Regions from separate parts of the Mus musculus genome. Here regions 1, 3, 4, 5, 6 and 7 are each linked to region 2. A link is a contact called in public Hi-C, HiCAR-type, HiChIP or PLAC-seq and promoter capture Hi-C data. All regions are on one chromosome and are shown on one strand. The core of a region is the stretch at or near the end of the contact, and the rest is flanking DNA. Distances in the headings are between cores, read along the strand shown.

Evidence for each region. Promoter capture Hi-C pulls out the DNA fragments that hold promoters and counts their contacts. Hi-C and Micro-C count contacts between places; a contact is called where the count stands out from the background. HiCAR-type assays count read pairs that join an accessible place to other places. HiChIP or PLAC-seq counts read pairs in DNA pulled down with a chosen protein or histone mark.
Region 1: an H3K27ac HiChIP or PLAC-seq map of large pre-B cells shows a contact between it and region 2, with 5 times the contacts expected there. The contact joins the promoter of Phyhip here to the promoter of Rcbtb2 in region 2. A contact is called at or near these places in 2 of 39 promoter capture datasets (pre-B cells and stem cell-derived epiblast-like cells) and 1 of 115 datasets of contacts at active chromatin or transcription factors (large pre-B cells).
Region 3: a contact with region 2 is called in a promoter capture Hi-C map of cranial neural crest. The contact joins the promoter of Sorbs3 here to the promoter of Rcbtb2 in region 2. A contact is called at or near these places in 2 of 39 promoter capture datasets (cranial neural crest and liver).
Region 4: a contact with region 2 is called in a promoter capture Hi-C map of the 3T3-L1 cell line, with 7 times the contacts expected there. The contact joins the promoter of Cog3 here to the promoter of Rcbtb2 in region 2. A contact is called at or near these places in 2 of 39 promoter capture datasets (the 3T3-L1 cell line and liver).
Region 5: a contact with region 2 is called in a promoter capture Hi-C map of pre-B cells, with 4 times the contacts expected there. The contact joins the promoter of Ccar2 here to the promoter of Rcbtb2 in region 2. A contact is called at or near these places in 3 of 39 promoter capture datasets (liver, pre-B cells and stem cell-derived epiblast-like cells).
Region 6: a contact with region 2 is called in a HiCAR-type map of astrocytes, with 6 times the contacts expected there. The contact joins the promoter of Lgi3 here to the promoter of Rcbtb2 in region 2. A contact is called at or near these places in 4 of 39 promoter capture datasets (hippocampal neurons, liver and pre-B cells) and 2 of 115 datasets of contacts at active chromatin or transcription factors (astrocytes and large pre-B cells).
Region 7: a contact with region 2 is called in a Hi-C map of B cells, with 7 read pairs. The contact joins the promoter of Nudt18 here to the promoter of Rcbtb2 in region 2. A contact is called at or near these places in 2 of 39 promoter capture datasets (hippocampal neurons and maxillary cranial neural crest), 1 of 484 Hi-C or Micro-C datasets (B cells), 2 of 115 datasets of contacts at active chromatin or transcription factors (astrocytes and large pre-B cells) and 1 of 9 other capture datasets (adipose tissue).

What each region holds. Positions count from the first base shown.
Region 1 is chr14:70,456,176-70,458,875 of GRCm38.p6, reverse strand. It overlaps Phyhip (phytanoyl-CoA hydroxylase interacting protein), which reads right to left and starts at 1,359. Exons shown (of 5, transcript NM_145981.3): 1 at 1,073-1,359.
Region 2 is chr14:73,141,164-73,144,030 of GRCm38.p6, reverse strand. Rcbtb2 (regulator of chromosome condensation (RCC1) and BTB (POZ) domain containing protein 2) reads right to left here and starts at 1,521. Exons shown (of 15, transcript NM_001170694.1): 1 at 1,438-1,521.
Region 3 is chr14:70,206,404-70,209,229 of GRCm38.p6, reverse strand. It overlaps Sorbs3 (sorbin and SH3 domain containing 3), which reads left to right and starts at 1,559. Exons shown (of 21, transcript NM_011366.3): 1 at 1,559-1,706. The coding sequence starts at 1,603. It overlaps Gm26908 (a long non-coding RNA gene), which reads right to left. Exons shown (of 5, transcript XR_874791.3): 2 at 2,376-2,826; 3 at 1,218-1,642; 4 at 308-451.
Region 4 is chr14:75,753,222-75,755,921 of GRCm38.p6, reverse strand. It overlaps Cog3 (component of oligomeric golgi complex 3), which reads left to right and starts at 1,429. Exons shown (of 23, transcript NM_177381.3): 1 at 1,429-1,657. The coding sequence starts at 1,484.
Region 5 is chr14:70,152,190-70,155,043 of GRCm38.p6, reverse strand. Ccar2 (cell cycle activator and apoptosis regulator 2) reads left to right here and starts at 1,253. Exons shown (of 21, transcript NM_146055.3): 1 at 1,253-1,417; 2 at 2,287-2,380; 3 at 2,580-2,671. The coding sequence starts at 2,323. It overlaps 9930012K11Rik (RIKEN cDNA 9930012K11 gene), which reads left to right. Exons shown (of 7, transcript NM_001112735.1): 7 at 1-639.
Region 6 is chr14:70,529,290-70,532,102 of GRCm38.p6, reverse strand. Lgi3 (leucine-rich repeat LGI family, member 3) reads right to left here and starts at 1,282. Exons shown (of 8, transcript NM_145219.4): 1 at 833-1,282; 2 at 1-35. The coding sequence starts at 1,038.
Region 7 is chr14:70,576,346-70,579,089 of GRCm38.p6, reverse strand. Nudt18 (nudix (nucleoside diphosphate linked moiety X)-type motif 18) reads right to left here and starts at 1,266. Exons shown (of 3, transcript NM_153136.5): 1 at 980-1,266; 2 at 1-178. The coding sequence starts at 1,141.

The DNA of each region.
Region 1 (2,700 bases), core at 110-2,609, 2.7 Mb after region 2:
TCCACACTCACCTACGCATAGATGTGCCCCCCCTCCACCTTGCACATTCTAAGAATGCCCCAGTATTTCCCCTTCGAGAGCTGTCGCCTTCATGCCAACCTGCCCGTGCTCACATCTATACATACCCACATGCATGTGTCCCTCATTGTCACAAGCCATATTTGAGGAAACGAGGAAGCCACGGGCACCAACACATATGCATGCCACTTCCCACAAGAGGACAGGCAACCCACATGGCTGCCTGTGCACACATGTATATCTGAGCGCCCGTCAATCCTTGCCTGGATTCTGGCATTGCCTTTTGTAGGTTCCAAGACACAGACTTTGAAAACATGTTTGCTCCTTGGCCACACTGGGTCAGCCTGATTCTTCACAGGCCAACAGGTTTGCACACCTACTCAAGTCTACCCACAGCCAGAGGTCTGTGCCACACTTCCCACCTACCCACCTCCTACTGCTTCAAAGTTGCCCCTCCCCACATAGAAACAGCCTGGTTGCTACAGTACTCCCTCAACATGTACTCCCACCCACATGACAAGTGACATGTCCACCCCCTAAAAATACTGGCTCTTGGGGCCCCTGCCACATATACCCACAGGCTACTCGGATAAATGCTGCCCCCGCACACATGTACCTCACGCGGAAAAATGTTCTGAAACATGCTACAAGCCGGTCAGAAACCCTAAAGGAATCTAACTGCGTAGAGACAGACCTATCTACGCAAGCTAGCCTCCAGCCTCCTCCCAACCATGCAGACACGTTGTACACACCGGGCCCCCTTCCCCAAGCCCATTTCAAAAAGCTACTGGCATGCCAGAGGGAAGGCTCCCCCACCCGGCTGAACCTTTTGGCTTTGCCGACTGCGCAGAATGGTCACGGGGTAACTAACTGTGTCGCCCCGGAGACCAGATCCAGCTGTTAAGCTCTTTGCCAAGGACTTAGGGGAAAGGGGACAAGGTCGCCAGGCCTGGCAACCCAGGTGGACAGCCAGGACAGTGGCGAGACCCTGGTGGCCGCAGCTCTTAACCTCCCAGAATAGGCAGGATGGTTTGGGGGGGAGAAGCGCACTTACCTGGCTTCAGCCGGCCCTGCAGAGGGATACTTGGAAGAGAAGGAAGGGAGAGACTCTGTGTAGATAGATGATGATCTCTCCAGGCAGGGGACAGCAGCCTGACGCCTGGGGTCACAGGCAGCGGGGCTCGCTCGCTCCTCTCTGGGCTACTGGGAAGTCGGCTTCCATGCCCCACAGGCAGCGCCTGTCTGGCTCTGCAGCTATAGCTACTGCTCCCGGCAAGAAAACGGCGGCGTTGCTGGGAACCCAGCGAGTAAGCGCGCAAGAAGAGAGGCAAGAGCGAAATCAAAGCAGCGTGGAGGAGAGAGAGGCAGAGAAATCGAGAAGGAACAGGAGAGCCAGACCGAATCTGGCTCCACCAATGGGATCAGTGGCTGCTCAGCGTCAGGTGATAACAAGCAAGCTTGGTCCCTGCTCGCCCAGGCTTGTGGGAGGGGGAAAGGGCAGAGGGTCCCCTGGGAGCTATACAGATGTCCTTGGAGGCAGCAGCTGTAGCTTCTGCCACCTTTCCCCCATTCTTCCAGGGCAAGATGCCTCCTGAAGTCCGTTCAACACACCTCCTACTTGGAATTCAGCCCCCAAACTTTAAGGTGCTCAGAGAGGGGTGGAGCTTAACCCACGGGCTCAGGAGGCTGGGTAAGGGAAGGGTCTCAAAAGAAGTGTCAGAGCTGGGGTTGGTGGGACCTTATCCTCAGTCTAGGTGTCTCCTGGGAGACCTTCACTGATGCACCGCACAATTTTCTTACCAACTCTTATCAAGAGAAACCAGCCCAGCAGCTTTAGAGACTCTGGAGTGTCCAAGGAGAATCTTCTAGCAGCTTAAGAGTCCCTAAGTAAAGGAGTGGGAGAGAGGCGTTGTAAAATAGGGAGGGATGCACAGAGGCAAGAATGTGGAGGGTGGAAGGATACACAGAGCTTTGAGTGTTCTCATCCCAACCACCCTCCAGGCTCAGGCCAGCAAAGCCCTGAGATTGCAGTCAGAAAGGACCATCAGCCGGAGGCTTGTCTACAACCTAGAACTGAGGGCGGTTGGAGTCCCCTCCCCCCCCCCCCCAAAAAAAAAAAAAACTCAAGGGAATTTGATGGAAGCAACAGTGACCAAGAGACAATACAATGATAAAAAGGACAGTTTTTGTAATCTGATGGAGATAGGAACAATTTCATCTCTATAGTTTTCCAGCTAGGTGACCTCGGTCAGCGACTGTCTCATTTGTGAAGTGGGCTGATAATACAAGTTTATTGTTATCGTGGAATGAGATCATTATGTAAATCACTTAGCTCTGGGCTTGGCACCTGAGAAATGTCAGGCAAGTAGTAAGAGTTGCTATCTTTCTCATGGTGACAGTCTCTGCCCCTGCAAAGAGTCTGCAGACTTCTAAGGAGTAGGAGAGACATTTGGAGGATACACGGAAGAAAATAAGGAGCCTCTGGTTGACCCCTCTGTACCTACTGATACAACCAAGGACCACAAATATGTTTTAGGGGCTGGGGAGATGGCTCAGAAGAACACTTGCAAAGAACTCAAGTTCTAGTCCCAGCTCAGAACCATCTTTAACTCCAGCTCAAGGGCATCCCATTGTCCCTTTCTGGTCCCTGCTGACACTGTACCCATGTGGTGCTGTTGTATA
Region 2 (2,867 bases), core at 272-2,771:
TAAGGGGTCCTGGGTCACTGAACCTCTCTTTGTTCCCTTTCCCAACGTGGCCACATTTATTAAATCTCTCTGATTGTCACAACAAACTCGTCAAGTGGCCCAATGTGGCCAAGCTTAGTCCGTGCAGCCAGGGCAATCTCAGGGTGTGCAAGGGAGCAGCACCTCGGTGTCCTCTGCTACAGTCCGAGTTAAATCTTTACCTTGTAAAGAAAGGCAAAAAGGCGGCTGGAAGCCTAGCTTCAACTCAGGCGGAAGTTCCATCGCCGCCAAGAAGGGGCATCGGGAAAAGTTTTTCACCTCTAAACTCCTCCACTTCCGGCCTCAGCAACGCCCAAAGGACTGAAAACCCTTAGGACAGCCAGGCCTTCCCAGCCATCCCTCCACTTCGGGGACCAAAGGCCTAAAGCGTGTGCCGCCATGGGGTCGGCGAGGCGGCTGCGGGCGGGAAAGAGCGGAAAGTCCTGGAAACGTCACCGCTAGCTCGCGCCGCGTGCACGGGAGGGTTGGAGACACCAGGGGCAGGGGTTCCCCCAACTGGAAGCGGGAACCCCACAGCCGTGGCCTCGGGGCGACGCACAAAACGGACCCCGGGCTGGGCCTGCGCGCATGCGCACCGCTACGCGGTCCCAGGGCCCGGGAAGGGACGTGAACCCAGAGCTACCCCAGCGACCTGGTCCACGGGCTCGCGCGTGCGCGCCGGGCCCCGGCCCGGGTGGGTTGGCGCTGCGCCCTGCCCCCGCAGCGGCTGCGCACCGGGCCGGGCGCAGGGTGAGGCCTCCGCCTGGCCTTCGCCCCCGGGACTCGCCCGCCCACCCGCGCCTGCCGCCCACACGCAGGCTTACCTCCGCGCCGCGCGTCCTTTCCGCTCCCCGGCAGCGGGGACTGCTCGCCCGGGGCCAAGAACAGCAGACACTTGGCGCCTCCCCCTGAAGCGGCCCGGCCTGGCGGGCTGAGCTCGAGTTCAGCCGTGCGGGGAGGAGGGGGCCGCGGGAGCGAGAAGAGAAACCAGAGGAGGAGGAGAGAGTTCAAGGGAGCGAGGGAAGGGGAAGGGGACAAAGAGAAGGGAGGGGGCTGCGCGCTGCGCCCCGCCTCCCTCCTCGGCCGGGATCGGCGACCCTGGCCTCTCTGGGGACCCTGTGCTGGACCCCGCTTTCTAGCTTAGTGCCCCGATTTCGGGGAAGCTGTGTCTCTCTGGTTTTAGGTCTTACATTCAAAGGCGCTGGTTTTCCTGCTTGCTGCGAAATAAGAGGCTAATTGCATTCTGTGCGCGCTAGTCCAGTCTTAGCAACTCCATCCAGGAGGCCCACCTCATTGTCTCTTGTTTGAGGGCCCAGAGAGCTGTCCGACTTTAAAATGAAGGAAATCCTGTCACCTGGGACGATCTGGAATGAACCTGGAGGATGTTAAGCAAAGTAGACATACAGCACAAATACTTACGGATCTCATTAAGGAGCACTGAAAAAGTCAAGTCGCACCAACAGAAAGTAGAGAGGTGGTTACTGGGACTAGGGAGAAGGGAGCCTGTGGGGCTAGTGATCAAATTTCAGTTAGGAGGAGCAAGCTCAGAAAGAAGGCTGCTATGCTACATAGTGGCTACAGTTATGAGCAGTGTGCACTAGAAAGTCCTAAGAGAAGAGATAATGTTATGGCTTTGAAACAGGGGCTCTGTATTAGCCCAAGTTAGCCTCAAACATCGTAGCCTCCATCCCTCCTCCTCTTGCTTGATCTTTGCCCTCACATTATATACATACATTAAAACATTGTGCTATATATAATAAATATATACACATATATATGTATGTGTTTATATATATATATATATACACACACATCAGTTTAGGGGAAGACAATGGAGATTTGGGTAATTTGCCTTGGGCCATATGATTAGAGATGACTCAAATCCATCTCTTCATTCCACAGGGCTTCTTTTACCTCTTGACCATGTGGTTTCTTTCCAAATGACTTTAAAAAGTGGGTCAGATAATGAAGGCCTTAGCAGTGTAACTGCAAGCTGGGTCACAGGATCCACAAAGGGCTTTTTGGAAGAGGCGGGCTTGATCCCCTCTTTGTCTTGAGCAAGTTCACGGTTCCTGAGGCTGAAAGTTCAGCTTAGGCTAAACAACAGTCTGTGAACTTATTATAACAATGGGCTGGGCTTAAAGAGAAAAGAAAATGAAGTTAGGACTAGATGTGGAAGGCCAGAAAAAAGTGTGAGGTTGGTGTGTCACGTAATAATTTATGGGCCCAAAATCTTTGCCTTTAAAATAGAGCATTTTACTGTTTAATATCTCACAAAGCATGTTGATAAAACCTGACAAAGATGACATATTGTTTTAATCCTAAATAAAATGTCATCAAATAGGATCCAACAACAAATACCATGATCAATGCAGGGATTGTTTCAGTGGTATAAATATGTTACAATGTAAGAAAGTTAGTCTTATAAGTAAGTCAAAGAAGTAGGCATGTTTTGGTTAGCCATTTAAAGTGATAGAGAATTCAACAGTCCTTTTGTTCAAAGTAAGTGGCTATATTCACTCAATAATAAACCTCTTAAGAGTATATCTAAGCCCGGGGTGGTGGCACACGCACGCCTTTAATCTCAGCACTCGGGAGGCAGAGGCAGGTGGATTTCTGAGTTCGAGGCCAGCCTGGTCTACAAAGTGAGCTCCAGGACAGCCAGGGCTACACAGAGAAACCCTGTCTCAAAAATCCAAAACGAAGAAACAAACAAAACGAACAAACAAGAGTATATCTAAGAAGTACAGGGATACAGTTGCTGCATCCCCATGGTACCCTGGATGGCATATGATGACGATGGACCAAGAGACCTGAAATTGAAGCAGTTGCTTTAGGTGACGCAATTA
Region 3 (2,826 bases), core at 310-2,809, 2.9 Mb after region 2:
CAGGCTCTTGTTCTTGTGGGGTTTTACATACCTGTCCTTGCTTCCAGGTCTGACATTGACCTGCCTTGACCTGCCCTGTGTTTTTTTATTGTTGTTGCTTCCCTTAGAGTTCCTTCACTTTGCAGTGACTAACCCCCTCCCCCCCCCCAAAAAAAAACCTCAGACTTCCAGATAGACCAGTGTGTAAGAGGGCCCTTGGAGCCCCAAAGTGGGTCATTTCACTTCCCTCCCTTGCTTGCCCCTGTTCTCATGAGTGATTGGCATAGGTGGGCCCATTGATAGAGCTTAGTTGGCAGTACTGCCAGACCTGGAATCAGGAGATGGCCCCAGGGATGAAACAGAGTCGAGATCTGTGCTAGTATATCTATGGTGACTTGGCTTCAGCTCCTCACTGCTGGGTTGGTTACGGACTCTAGAAGAGTCCGTGTGTTCTTGGCTACTCCCTTCTGATCTGTAGAAAGAGAACACTCTTCTAAGAGCACAAACCAAAAAGGACATGAAAGCCTACCTCAAGAATGTACTGAAGTTTGTCCTAGGGAAGGAACTAGCCGGTGCCTTTCTACCGAACAGGAAGGTCAGGCCTGCAGCAGAGATGTCAGTGTCTCATCCAAATGCTAGACTGTCCTGGACACTAATTGTGATTGAGACTAATTGGTAGTCACTTGACTAATGGTACTTTGAGTTGGTGGCGGAGGACAAGAGGACTATGGGGCTGAGGGGTGGGGGAATGTGCATAGGACAGAATTGGCTGCCTGGGGCTGGGTGGGGCTCCTGGTGACTGGGATCAGATAGCTAGAAAAAACAGAGCAGTTACGTAACTGTGTTTACATGGGCTCAGGTGGCTGTGGCAACCATGGCAGTCCTTGACCCAAGGCCATGCTGGAGGGGTGCAGGCAGCCGACTACTAGGGAAGGAGGTCCCTCTTGAGCAGAAGGGTGTGCAGGAGACAGAGCATGGCATACTGACCAGGGCTGCACTATCTGGGACAATGTTACCTGGCTCTAATGTGCCACTGGAAGCTACTCAGGGTGAGGCAGGCAGGCAGCAGCCAGCTACAGCTAGGGGGAGGGGTCAGGAAACCAGACACCTGGCTCTCTAAGTCCAGTCTCTGAATTCTTGCTACATTTTTCTCCCTAATCTTCTTAAAAGAGGAAGAATTCTCCCTAAATCTGGGCAGAAAAGAGGGCAGGAGATTATTTAAGTTTCCTTGGACTTACCTGCCCTGCGGTCCTAGCGCCTCGTGCCTCCGTGTTTTGTAAAGCCATCCGAATACTTGTGAACACAGTGAGCTCCAACCTGAGAGGTGGCGAGCCAGCCCCGGCCTGACTGACAAAGCAGAGCTGCAGCAGTTCAGCCCTCCATTGCCACCCTCCCCGTTCCTCCCAACCTACATCCTCCAAGACTGTTTACTAGACTCCCCATCCCCATAGAGATGGGACTGGTAGCCAGTCCTCAGCTCCCTTGCCCACACTGTGCCTTCTCTTGTGAGAAACAGGAAGTTGGGACCTTCGGCAGCTCAGCGGCACCCTCTACATTAAATATTTATCTTGGAGTCCAGGTCAGAGCCTTAGAGCCTAAGAAGTTCACTGCTGGTGAAGGGGGATGGCCAGGATTCTTGGAGTGGGAAGATCTTCAGCTTCGTCTTTGAACAACAAAGAAGACAATGAAAGTGATGTAGCCCTTCTTAGTCCCAAGGACCCTAACAGGTGGGAAAACTTTAAAGAGGGACATGGGTAGTACTTTTAATCCCCTGGGGGAGGGGGAGGCTGCTTCCCTGGAATGGGTGGATAATCAAGTGGCAGAGAGGCTGTGTACAGCTGCCTGACCTCAAAGAGGGTCTCAGAGCTCCTCCACTCCTCCATCTCTCTCCCTTCAGCTTTCCTACCTCCGCCCCTCCCACAAACACCGTGTACTGTGTAATACCTACATCCGTTAAAAACACCTCACGTATGCGAATCAGAGCCCTGTTAGCAGGTTTACATCTCTGGAAGCCTATGAAACTGCTTCCTGAAGACTCCCCACTCATGGGAGCTCTGGCACGCTCATCTCTTGAGCTGTCCTTGACCTAAGTTTCCCGGGAGGTGGGGGTGGGTTTTGTTTGCGGGCACCACAAACAGTTCTTCCCCCACAACTGGGAAAATGTGAAGCTAATAAGAGGTGAGCGTGCTAGGGGCTGTGATGTCCTGGGAAACACTAACTCCAGGTGGCTCAGGCACCAATTAAAAGGCAGTAGGTGTCATTTACCATACTCAGCAGTGGACCAGAAACCGTTTTTTTTACCGGTTGATTTGTTGGGGACTTGGGTTCGCAGTGAATCCTAGGCTAGGAGTACTCCAGGGTTTCCATTGTCAGTAAACATTTGCCCTGGCACCTACCAGCAGAAGACTGGACGAGGAGGGGAGGAGGGAGGGCCAGAGAGAATGGGGAGCCAGTGGGCGGTGTCCTTCAGATCTGCGTCAGCAGTCAGCACTGTAGGAACAGCGGAAAAGCAGGATCAAAACAAATACGGTGAATGGGAACACCAAGACCCTCTTAACCTCATCCCCGCCCAAAGGGCCCCACCCTTATCCTCTTCAATGCTGTGGCACGTCCAGGGAGCCGGTCGATTCCCTCCCCCAAACTTTGCACGTGTGTGTGAGCATCCTCACGTTTGCCAGTACACGAGTGTTTGCAAACGCCTGGTCAGTGCGCTTAGGTCTAACAAGCATGAACTCTCTCTCCCCAAGCGGGTGTTGCCTTGTTCCTGGGCCACCGTGACTTATCTCGGTCCCAGCCTGTCTGCCTCCGGGCCTGTCTCCTGCCTCTCCAAGGCCGAGGGCTGCGTAT
Region 4 (2,700 bases), core at 180-2,679, 2.6 Mb before region 2:
GCTGGCACAACACCACCAATGCCTAAATTACAAACTTTATTAAGATTCTATATTTTATTCTATAGTCTCATCACAATTATCCTTTCTTCTGTTCCAGGAATCAGTCCAAGATACCACATTGCAATGAGAAGTCATTATTCAGTAGTCTCCACTATGTAAGAGCTCCTTGGTCACTCCTTGCTCTTTAGTAGTTTGATACTCTTTTAAACATTGGCTTTTGGGGGCTGGAGAGATGGCTCAGAGGTTAAGAGCACTGACTGCTCTTGCAGAGGTCCTGAGTTCATTCCCAGCAACCACACAGTGGGTCATAACCATCTGTAATGGGATCTGATGCCTTCTTCTAGTGTACCTCAAGACAGCTACAGTATACTCACATACATAAAATAAATAAATCTTAAAAAAAAACATTGGCTTTTTATTTTAAAAATTTATTTATGTGTGTGTTTGCATGTGCCACATGTATGTTAGTACCCAGAGAGGCCAGAAGAGGAGGTTGGATCTCCTGGAACTGAAGTTTCAGGTGGTAATGTGCTGCATATTGTGGGGGCTGGGAACTGAACTGGAGTCTTCTGAAAGATCAGCAAGTTCCCTTAGCCCCGAGCCATCTCTCTACCCTGACCTTTTTGAAGAATGTTGTTCAGTGTTTTGTGATTTTCTTCATTTTTCTACATTTTTCCTTTTTAATTCTTGGTAAGGAAGAAGGTTGTCTCTTTTTCACCTTTTTGCCCAATTTTTTTTTATATTCGTATATACTCAATTTATATACTTACAAAGTATATTTATTCAATTATTTAGGTTTGATCTAATATAATTTGTTTAGGTGTTCAAATGTGTATCATGATTTAAATGGCAGAATAATTTTTGCAGTTTCATGTTTGGATAGACAGTTATTGATCCAGTTCTTCAATGTTGGACATTTAGGTCCCCCCCCCCCCCAGTTTTTTGATATTATTAATGAGGCCTGATATGTTTGTCTTTGAATTTGTGTTTCCACAAACTAGTTTTCTAACAGGGAAGTTGTAAGTTTGAAAACTTGGTGCTCTTGGTTGCTATGTCAACATGGAAAGCATCCATAACCCATCTGACAGGAGAGAAGATCTTTGGAGTTCATTAATTCTCCTAATCCGTTGGATGACTTACAACTTGTTAAAAAGAAAACCAAAAACAAATCTGAAGAACACATTATCATAAAGTTATTGATGTTGAAGAAGCTTCCGGTAGGGGCAAGCTTATTTCCGCCCATTCTTGTCTCCTACCCTCTGGCTTGAGGTACACCTCAACCGGAACTGTTTGGCCTCCGTCGAAAGCCACGTCTGTTTTGGCCTCGGTCCCGCCCCCACGCCGGGGAAGCGTTTCCGGGGTCAGGGCGCTCGGGCCCGCCCCGCCGCGGCTGCGGCGCTGGAAGTCCCGGTCCTCCCGGAAGTTCCCGGCTCTGCCTGTCGGGCTCCGGTTCTGCGCCGCGGAGGGGCCCAGGGCTGCGGAGATGGCGGAGGCGGCGCTGCTGCTGCCGCCCGAGGCGGCGGCCGAGCGGGACGCCCGCGAGAAGCTGTCTCTCTGGGATGGGAGACCCGACTCGATGGCGCCGCTGACAGACAGGCAGACGGACTCGGTGCTGGAGCTCAAGGCGGCCGTGGAGAACCTGCCGGTGCCCGCCGAGGTGAGGCGAGGGCGTGGGCTGCGCCCGGCCTCCTGCCCCGTGCGGGGATCTGGCCGGTCCTCTGAGCCACCGTGGCGGGTTCGGCGGGAGGGGCCCGTGTGTGCCCTGCTGTCAGCAGCCTCACTCTGCCCGCGACCCAGGGTGGCCCTGCCAGGGTGCGTGGCCGTCCACGCGAGGGCGTAGCCCTCCCCCAGCGGCGTGGGACGGTTGGCCCGAGCCTTGCTCCGGGCTTCTTGCTCCTGGTGTCCCCGTGTCAGAGTAGCCCTGCCTCCCAGGAGCCTGTCCAGCTAGTCTGTGTTAACTGCATCCTGGAGGCATCAGGCTTGCTTCTTTCCCGGGGGAACAGGGACACTTAGAGGGGATCAGAACTGGCCCCGAGAAACAATTTCATTTATCACACCCCAAGCTGTGAACTCCTGGTTTTGGGTTATGGAAGATAAGATTTATTAAACCTACAGCAAAGCAATAAATTAAAAAGTTATTTTTACAAGTTGACTCGGTTATTAAGTAGCGCTTTGGGTTTTAGCGTCAACGTTTTCCCAGTTACCAGTGGGACAGTATGCATGTTACTGTTGGTGTGATTCAGTGCAGTTATACTGGTCAGAGTACTTTTATTTTTTGGATTGTTTATGTGTTTCACACGCTCTTCTAGTTTCGAGGCCGAATTTTGGGTTATTTTATTATCAGTGGTGGTTAGTTTTGATGTTGGAAACCATTTCTGTACGATTCGTAATCCTGTCCAAATGCAGATTGAATTTGGCTTCTTCACCTCTGCCCTCACACTTTAGAGGTGTGACTAGACGCGTTCTCTGCACCTTTGTGTGCTGTGCCGTAAAAATACGTGTTCTTAGGTGTGTTTCTCTGCCCACCTCCAGGATGCCATACAGGAAATAGACCTAAGTAAACGAGGGAGCAAGTGGAAAGTTCTTTGATCTGGCTATGTTTTATGTTCTGGATTATAAGTGGGTGTGGTGTGGTGTGGGGTGTGTGTGTGTGTGTGTGTGTGTGTGTGTGTTTTGCTGGGGACTAGACTGAGGATTTTG
Region 5 (2,854 bases), core at 4-2,503, 3.0 Mb after region 2:
TCTAAGCATCGAAGCAAGGAGCCCTGGATCCCCAAGAGGTTCCTGAGTGCAGTTCCAGCACTCTTCCAGGGCTCTTCCTCCTCATCAGAAATCTCTGGGCTTAGGCAATGTGAATTGACTTATTTATCAGGTGCTCATAGAGCATGTTTAGTATGGGAGTGTGTCAGCATGTTGCAGATGTAAGTTTATGCAATCTTTGTTGGACTTCCGTCTGCCCCATCTGATGGAATCATTCGTCCAAAGGGTTGGTGTTTGGGGTGTCACTGGAAGGATGGCACCGATCTTCATTCCACAATGAACAGTTACTAATGTGGACTTCTAATGTCTTCCTCATACCTGAGACGGCAGCCCTAGGACCAAGAACAACATTGCCTTGGGTACCTTTGTAGTGAGTCACGGCTCTGGAGTACAGCCCCTGAAGGCTGAATGAGGGATGGGGGGAAGGTCAAGAACATTGAGAGGAACAACACATAACTTGCAAGGTCAACTCTAAGATGCTGTGTTCTATCCTGGAGTTTAACCATAGCGAAGTCTCTTAATTTCTGAGCCACAGCTTCCTACTTGGGACCATGATACCCACCTTACCTACCTCATAAGCTTGTTAGGAGGATGAAGTAACATTAAACATTCTCAATGTGTGCTGTGACTGTTAAATGACCTGGGAAGGGTGTGATGCTGGAGGCAAACAGGAGTGGGGAGATGGGAGGCCAGAAGTTAAAGGAAGGTGTGTGTGTGTTCACTGTTAATAGTTGTGAAAATAGCCACATTTCTGGCAAGATTTTGGATAGAGCCACTTCATTAAGATCGTGTACGTTTCATATTTGAGAGTCTGGGTATAGATTTCGGATATGCTTACCCCTTGCTGATGGTGCAGTCAAGAAAAGGACAGGAATAGGGATGGGGGTGGGGTGGGGTGGTCATTGGCTTTAGTCAGAAGACTATCCCCTGGAAATGGACCCCCAGTAGGCACGCTCCTCCTCTAGCCAATGGAGGCCCTGCTTCTTTTGTTGCTGTAGTCTTGGGGGTTAGTAGAGCACAGCAGGGTGTGTAAGTGGTAGTCCCCTTCCTTGTGTTTGTGGGAGTGGGTCCAGTTCCAGTCATTTTGAGACCTGGAACCAATGGTTCGAGCTTACTTTTCTGATGGGACACTTGAGAGAGGACACCACCGAGCTCGGCTTCCGAAGGCATTATCGGATCTGGGAAGGCGCACTTCCGTTCCACAGTTGGAGCGGGATGGCAGGCTGGTGTGGGGGAAGGGAGAGGTCGATGGAGAAGAGGGAGGTACCATATCCGGGAGAGTGGCAGCTTCCGACCAGTGGTCTCTCTTCCGGAGAGGCGTTTCCGGTGGTGGTGGCAGCGGCGGCTGCGGTGGTTCCGGGTGTCTTTGTCCCCCTGGTGTCGTGGCCCTGGCCCGCAGGTGGGTTGGGGGCCTCCTGCTGCGCCCCCGCCTCTCCGTCTCTCTCGGGTGGCGAGGCTGCGGGGTCCGAACGGCGAAGATGCGCCAGTCGCGGAAAGAGCCGAGCCCCTCTGGACTGCAAGCTCCGTCGCCCTGGCAACGGCCTCGGCCCTGGGGGCGGGCGGGAGGAGGAGAAACCTCGCGCCGTGAACCTCCCACGGTGGCTTCTCGGTGGCCCGGCCCGGAAAGCTCTGCGCAGGCGGCTGCGGAGGCCGGAGCCTAGGGTCGGGACCTAGGAGGAGGGAGCGGCGTGCAGGCCGCTTGGCGAGGGCCGGCTGGACAGCTCCCTTCCCACCAGCGGGTCCTAAAGACGCCTGGCGGGCTTCCGGGGAGAGGGCCCGCATCACCAACCCGCTACTCGCACCTTTTATTTTTATTTTTTGCCCCGGCCCTGCGTGGAGTGTTCTGGCGGATGTTTTTGAATGAATGAATGTCACCGGAGCTCTTCCAGCCCCTCACTCCTCCAGCTTCTCTAAGGGGTGCCAGTGACATAGTGAAAGGAGTGCTAAGTTGTTGGGAGACCTGGGTGTGAGTCCCACTCTGTCACTACCTGGTTTTGTGGCCTTGGGCAAGTCTCCGGATCTCAAAGCTCCAGTTTCCTTGTCTGTAAACCAGCATGTCACTAGCACCCACCACTAGGTTATTGTGAGAACAAACTGGAGTAACGTTACTACCAATTTCATCTCCTCTACATCCTCTCCATTCTTCCATTTTAGGACCCACCTCTTCACCTTAAAAGCTTTACTTAAGATTTTCTATCCCCCCTCCCCCTCCCCAATAGATGGAAGTTTTCCATTGGAGCTGCTAACTTCTTTCTGTTTTGATTGAAGGTTTCCCCCCAAGACCTTGAAAGGACAGTATTCCAAATGTCCCAGTTTAAGCGGCAGAGGATCAACCCACTTCCAGGGGGACGCAACTTCTCAGGTGCTTAACTCCTTACTGGTTACACTCAGAACATGCTCGAGACTCAGTTTCAAAAACTATGGCTCTTGGGTGTTTTTCTGAATGTCTGAGTAGCTGATTGGAGCCACCTAGACCTCTGGGTTTATAAGATCCTCTGGCTATCTTCTAGTGCTTCGGGTAGTAGGTGCAATTCCTGGAGATTGCTTCTCTGTCCCCATAGGCGCAGCTTCAACATCTCTTTTGGGCCCTCCCCCTGGTCTACTTACTCCTCCTGTGGCCACAGACCTGTCCCAAAATGCCAGGCACCTTCAGGTATGTTGGGTGCTCTTTCTAGCGAGTTTCCCTTTGGGGCGACCCTAGTATGTTTGGATGCCTGCTGTGTGTTGTTTCTTGTGTTACAATGGTTTTTTGTTTGGTTGGTTGGTTTGGTTTTGTCCTGGTAGTAGGCCAGTGTTGGGGAACGCAGACAACTCTTAGGTTGGGGAATCTTGAATA
Region 6 (2,813 bases), core at 33-2,532, 2.6 Mb after region 2:
CCTGGATCTCTGAGAAGGCAGCATTCACCAGCGTCCTGCAGGGAACACAGGAGCCAAGACTGTGTAAGTGTCTGAAGGACCTGTACTGTGGACAGAGGTGGACAGGGCAGTGGCTTCTGTGTTCAGCAGCCCTAGCCCCCACCTGCAGCTACCCTTTCTTCCCCAAAACTCAATGTCCTCCATTCTTCTCCCCCTGCTGCCTCCAGAAGCGACAGTGGCCCGAGGCTCACCTTCCCTCTCAGCCAAGAGCAGGTTCCATTACCAGCATCAGCACCATTACCCAACACCCACAATGTCTTGGTGCTGCTGAGAGATGGGGCAGCAAGAAGGGGGACCTCACAGTCTCTCTAGCCCCACAGGCAAAGGGGTGGGAGTCATGGGCCAGTTGCTGCAAGTGAGGCTGGCCCAGCTGTGTGCACAATAGCAGACCCAGTGGCAGGAGTCTGGTCCATGCCAAGGTACCACGAGGGCAAGCATACTTGTCACCCCTCCCCCTGCTGCTATTAGTCCTGCTTTCTGTCCTTGGTGTGACCTCACAGGGTGGGGCCAGCATGCTCTTGTAGACACTCCCTCCAACCCACACACAGTAGGTCTCATTGCGCTGCTGATGGTGATGATTCATCCTTGGCCATGAATTCTGGTTTACCCAAGCTATGGCTGCTGTACAGATTGCAGCGCTCCCTGCAGACTGGGGCCTGGAGTCTCCAGTTCTGAGGATACCTGGGAGTGCTCCTGGTCCATATCCTCTCAAAAGAGGAGCAGGGTTTCTCTCTTCCAGAGCTTTCTGTGCCTTCTTTCCTTTCCCCACCCCCAAGGCTAGGTAGACACTCACAGGGAGATGACCTCTGAAGGCAGGTTCTTGGGCACCGACTTAGAGTCCACGCAGAAGGCGGTGTCCCTGGTGCAGGAGCAGCTGGGTGGGCAGGGGGGCGTCTTAGGAGGTCTCTTGGCACTGACTTGCAGCATTAGGCAAAAACCCAGCGTGGACAACACCAGTAGCCTGCGCCCAGGGCCCCGCCTGGCTCGTAGCCCGGCCATGACTCCTGCAGGGTCTCCCCCCACACCAGCCTGCCGGCGCCCCGCTGCTCCCTGCAGGCTGTTCTGCCCCTCTCGAGAGCTTCCACCTCCGGGCTGCCGCAACTCTGGTGCCACCCGCTCTCTAGGCGCCACCTATTCCTCCTGACCTCGGGCGCTGATTGCAGTCCTTTCAGCTCCGGAGCGCTGCGCGGAACTGGGACCGCAACTACTGGCTGCCGGGGCTGGTGGACGCGGACTGCGGCGCAGGCGGCGGGGGCGCGCGTGGGGGCGGAGCGGGGAGGCCCAGGCCCGGCGCCCGCGGGAGAGCAGCCAAAGGATGGAGTGGTTGCACCCGTCCGCAGCGTGCCCTACCAGGCCACCAGGCTCTGTGTCTGATCTCCAGAGTTGTGTGTGCAGAGAATGCATTTGTATAAGAATTGTGTCTATGCAGGGTGCACATGGATCTGTGGACCTACGGTGCACCTGTGTGTGTGTCTTGGTTGTGAGGGGGCGTAGAACTAAGGGGTATGTCGCAAGTGACTCATGTACATCCAGGTTGGCATGAGAGATTGGGAGCTTGGGGGTGCGAGCTTGTTTGCATCAGCTGAGGAACACAGCGTGCTTTTGTGCCTGTGAGCTGAAAAGGGAAAGGGTAACCGCCGGAGTGGGAAGTGTGGACCGTTTCACACTGCACGGCCACAGTTGGAGTTGGAAGAGCCTTGGGGGTGCTCCAGCTCAGGTCTTTGTTTCATCAATAAGGAAACTGAGGCTACAAGAAAGCAAAAAGCTGCCAAACTCCCTATCTCTACTGTGTACTTGGCACGGTTAATTGGCTGGCCCTTTGGAGGGAAGGGACATTAATTTCCATCTACAGATAAGGAAAGTGTAGCCCTAGGCCCAGAAGCTCAACTTCAAGTTCACAGCAATCTTTCTACACCAGTGCTCTTCAAAGGGTAACTCTAGAGTCCAAAGCTCCTTGAGAGCCTTCCACGGAGTCCCCGAGGTCAACATACTTTACCTAAGAAGGACATTATTTGTCTATTGCACTTCCATGTTGCCACAAAAAGTACTCTGGAATTTTCCAGAGCTACATGGAGAGTGTTTGATGAAATCTCAGACTAAAGAGATTTGAAAAAAAAAAAGAATTATAACAGCAACATTTCTTCCTACAGCTATTTTTGTTTAAAAAGGCAAAGGCGTGTGGGTTGGCAAGATGGCACAGCAGGTTGCCCCCCCTCCCCCCCGAGCCTGAGGACCTGAGTTCAGCCCCTAGGACCCAAATAGCGGAAGGAGAGAACTAAGTGGCAGAAGTTATTCTCTGATCTCCACATGCATGCTGAGGCACCACCATACCTAAGCAAACAAACAAAAAACAAACAAACAAATCAATAATTAAATAAATAAATGGATGCAGTGGTTTTTGTTAAAGATATAGAAGTCTGGGAATATAGTTTAGGGGTAGTGCACACAAGGACCTGGGTTTGAGTTACAAAGTAGCAACGAATGTCATTTTACGGTTGGGGGTCAGCACCTCACAGGGAACTGTATTAAAGGCTCACAGCATTAGGAAGGGTGAGAACCACTGTTCTAGAGTGCCTGAATACAGGCACACACCACCATCACTGGCTGACTCACATGCCTTCTTTTGTGTTTGAGACAAGGTCTCAAGTATTCCAGGCTAGCCCTAAACTTACATAGCTGAGGATAACCTTGAACTTCCATCCCTTGGACCTGCCACGTGCTGGGATTACAACCATTTATCTACCTTAAAAAGAAAAATGTGAGCCGGGCGGGGG
Region 7 (2,744 bases), core at 17-2,516, 2.6 Mb after region 2:
AGGCGCCCCTCTCCTCCACGGACAGCAGTGTCACTGGCTCACAGAGCAGCCCTGCCTCCTCCTTCACCTCCCGCTGCATGGCCTCCACGATGGTTTCTCCTGGTTCCATTCTTCCTGCAGGGAGGTACCATGTCCCCCGGCATTCCCTCTTGGCCTCCTGTATCATCAACACCTCATCCTGGGAGGGAGGGAAGTGAGACAATCTTCACTCCTACCCAGCCAGTCTGGGGGCTTCAGAAGAGTAGCCCCTACCTGGATGGCAGCCCAAAGCTCCCTTCTTGGTAGACAGACACCTTTAGGATGCTGGATCCTCAGGAGTCAGGCCCTGATATGGCTGAAAGCAGTGGCTGTCTCCGCTTTGCTGTAACTCAAACCCAGAGGGACTTCTGTTGTAGAAAGGGGCTGAGGACCTTGGGCGTTGCTCTAGGAGGCTTCCTCCTGAAGGTTGCCACCACTCCTATACTGACTCATTTATGCCACTGTCTTGCTCTTGTTCCCATGGGACTTACAAACCGCCTGTGTCAAGTCCTCAATCTAGGGTCTGAGGCTTTGAAACTTAGCTCCACCCCTATACCAACCTACCCCTTCTTGGCCAGGATTTTATAACGCTGACTTGTGCAGAAGTGATCACTAAAAAGAACTCTCACAGGATCGGAGGCCTGCATGTAAGCTCCCCATTACTCTCCCGAGGCGCCGGGAGAGTCTAGACTCCTGGAAAGGAAGGGGGCATATTACAGGCCTCTCCTGGTGGGGGGCGAGGTCTAGTGGATGAGATAAACCGCCCCGGGACCTCGGCTTCTCCTTCCATATTATAGAGTCTACAGAAGGACGATCTCAGCTCAGCTGCTAGTGTTGAGAGTGCTTTGCAACATTGGGAAGCGCCACATACAGGCAGCGGCCGTTGGCTCGCCTGTTCAGATCAGGGCAGGCGGCACGCTCCCGAGACCAGCCGAAGGCCAGCGGCCGGTCGGACGCTCACCTGCTCGTTGAGGAACACGGCCAGCACCACGTAGCAGACATTCTTCCGCAGCCGCACGGGAAACAGCGGCTTCCCAGCCGGCTCCGAGTCACAGCTCTGCACCAGCAACCCCTTTCCCCCCAGCACGGTGGCAAGCGCCCCTGCCAGGCCCTCCGTGGCCATCAAGTCTCCGGGGAGGTGGCAAGCCGGGACCTGCCAGACCCCCGGAGGCAAGCGGCCGGGACCTGAGCTGCGGTGGGCCGCGGCGCCCTCGCCCCCTCCCCTGACTTGAGGGCCAAGACTAACACGGAACCTCCGGGAGAGACCTGGTCGCTGATAGGCTGCGCGTCACTGCGGCCTGCCCGGATTGGCCAGCTCGCAGCGGTTATCGGGAGGGCGGGGCGCCGGGATCCTCCCTCTGCCCCCTCCTCTCCTGGGTTTCAGCCTCACTTCACACTCTCCCTAGCGATTAGCTAATTCACCCAGCACGCACTTGTCCGCGCGGGTTCCGACGGTGATGTCATCCTGCCTGTAGGGTGATGAACACCACTGTGACCAGGGTCGATGGCGTCACTCGTCCGATGACATTACGGAAGCCCAGACTCCGCCGTTCGCTCCCACTGTCCAGCTTTTATCATAAACGAACCACAGAAGTGCTCACGACGAATAGGCCCCAAATAACTTTCTGACTTCGTTAAAATGCTCTGAATGTGGTATGGCTCAGGCACATAACGTTGCGTTAGAAATTCTGATCTGTCTAGGTCGATGGACACAGGGCATTTTAAGAGTCCGAGGCTAAAGGATTGGTTTGGGGGTGGGGTGGGGGATGGGGAACGTGATTGACAAGCCTCAGAGGAGGGATGGGACAGGTGGTCAAGGTGGGACAAGGCTGGGGATGAGAAGAAGCTAAGGGGGGGGGGGATGAATGAAAGGGAGATTGAAGTCAGCACTGTAGCCTGCATCCGATCCTGTGCCCAATGCTTTTCCCAGGCTTCTGAAACAGACTCCATCTTTAGAGGGCAGGGGTGGTGCCCTCCTACCCAGCGTCCAGGGCCTGGTCATGAGGAACAGGGTGTGGGTTGTTTTGGCCAGCTCCTGCTTCTCTCCCAGCCTGACCTTTCTTCCTCTGAGCTTCTTTAACCTCCACTCAGGACAGGAAGGCAGGGCCAGCTGAGAGGAATCCACAAAGCAGGCCAAGTCTGGGCTCCTCACCCCATCCCAGACTTCCCTTTCCTCCCCCACTGCTGGCTCTGTGTACCTCCTTTGGGGGACAGTGGCTTGATGGTACTGACAAAGCTCTGGAGTTTAAAAGCCAGACATCCAGCCTCTGCTGACTGACGTGCTCTGTGCCCTGGGTGGCCTCAATGTCCTCATCTGTACAGTAGGTCTGTAACAGCCCTCCTTTTCCATACTTGTTGAGAAGCCAAGAGAGCTTGGGAGAAGCCATGCACTATCTGAACACCGTCACCAGGCAGCCCACCTGTTCTCCAGGTAGGGTCTCAAAGCCATAGTCCATAGAGCACACCTGCACATACAAGAACACACACACCGTGAAACTGGGGAGTATAGCTCAGCGGTAGAGTATTTACCTAGCATACACAAGGCCCTGAGTTCAATTCCCAGCACCACAAAACCACATCTGTGCTCTGTAGACTTGACTGGCAGGCGATCTCAGCCCTCCGGGACTGGTCTCAGCCTTTCTTCTCCCCGATGCTGATGCAAACTCCCTGAAGAGGAAATCTACGTGAGGTTGGATGGGCACTGTTAGTGGCCCACAGTATTTTCA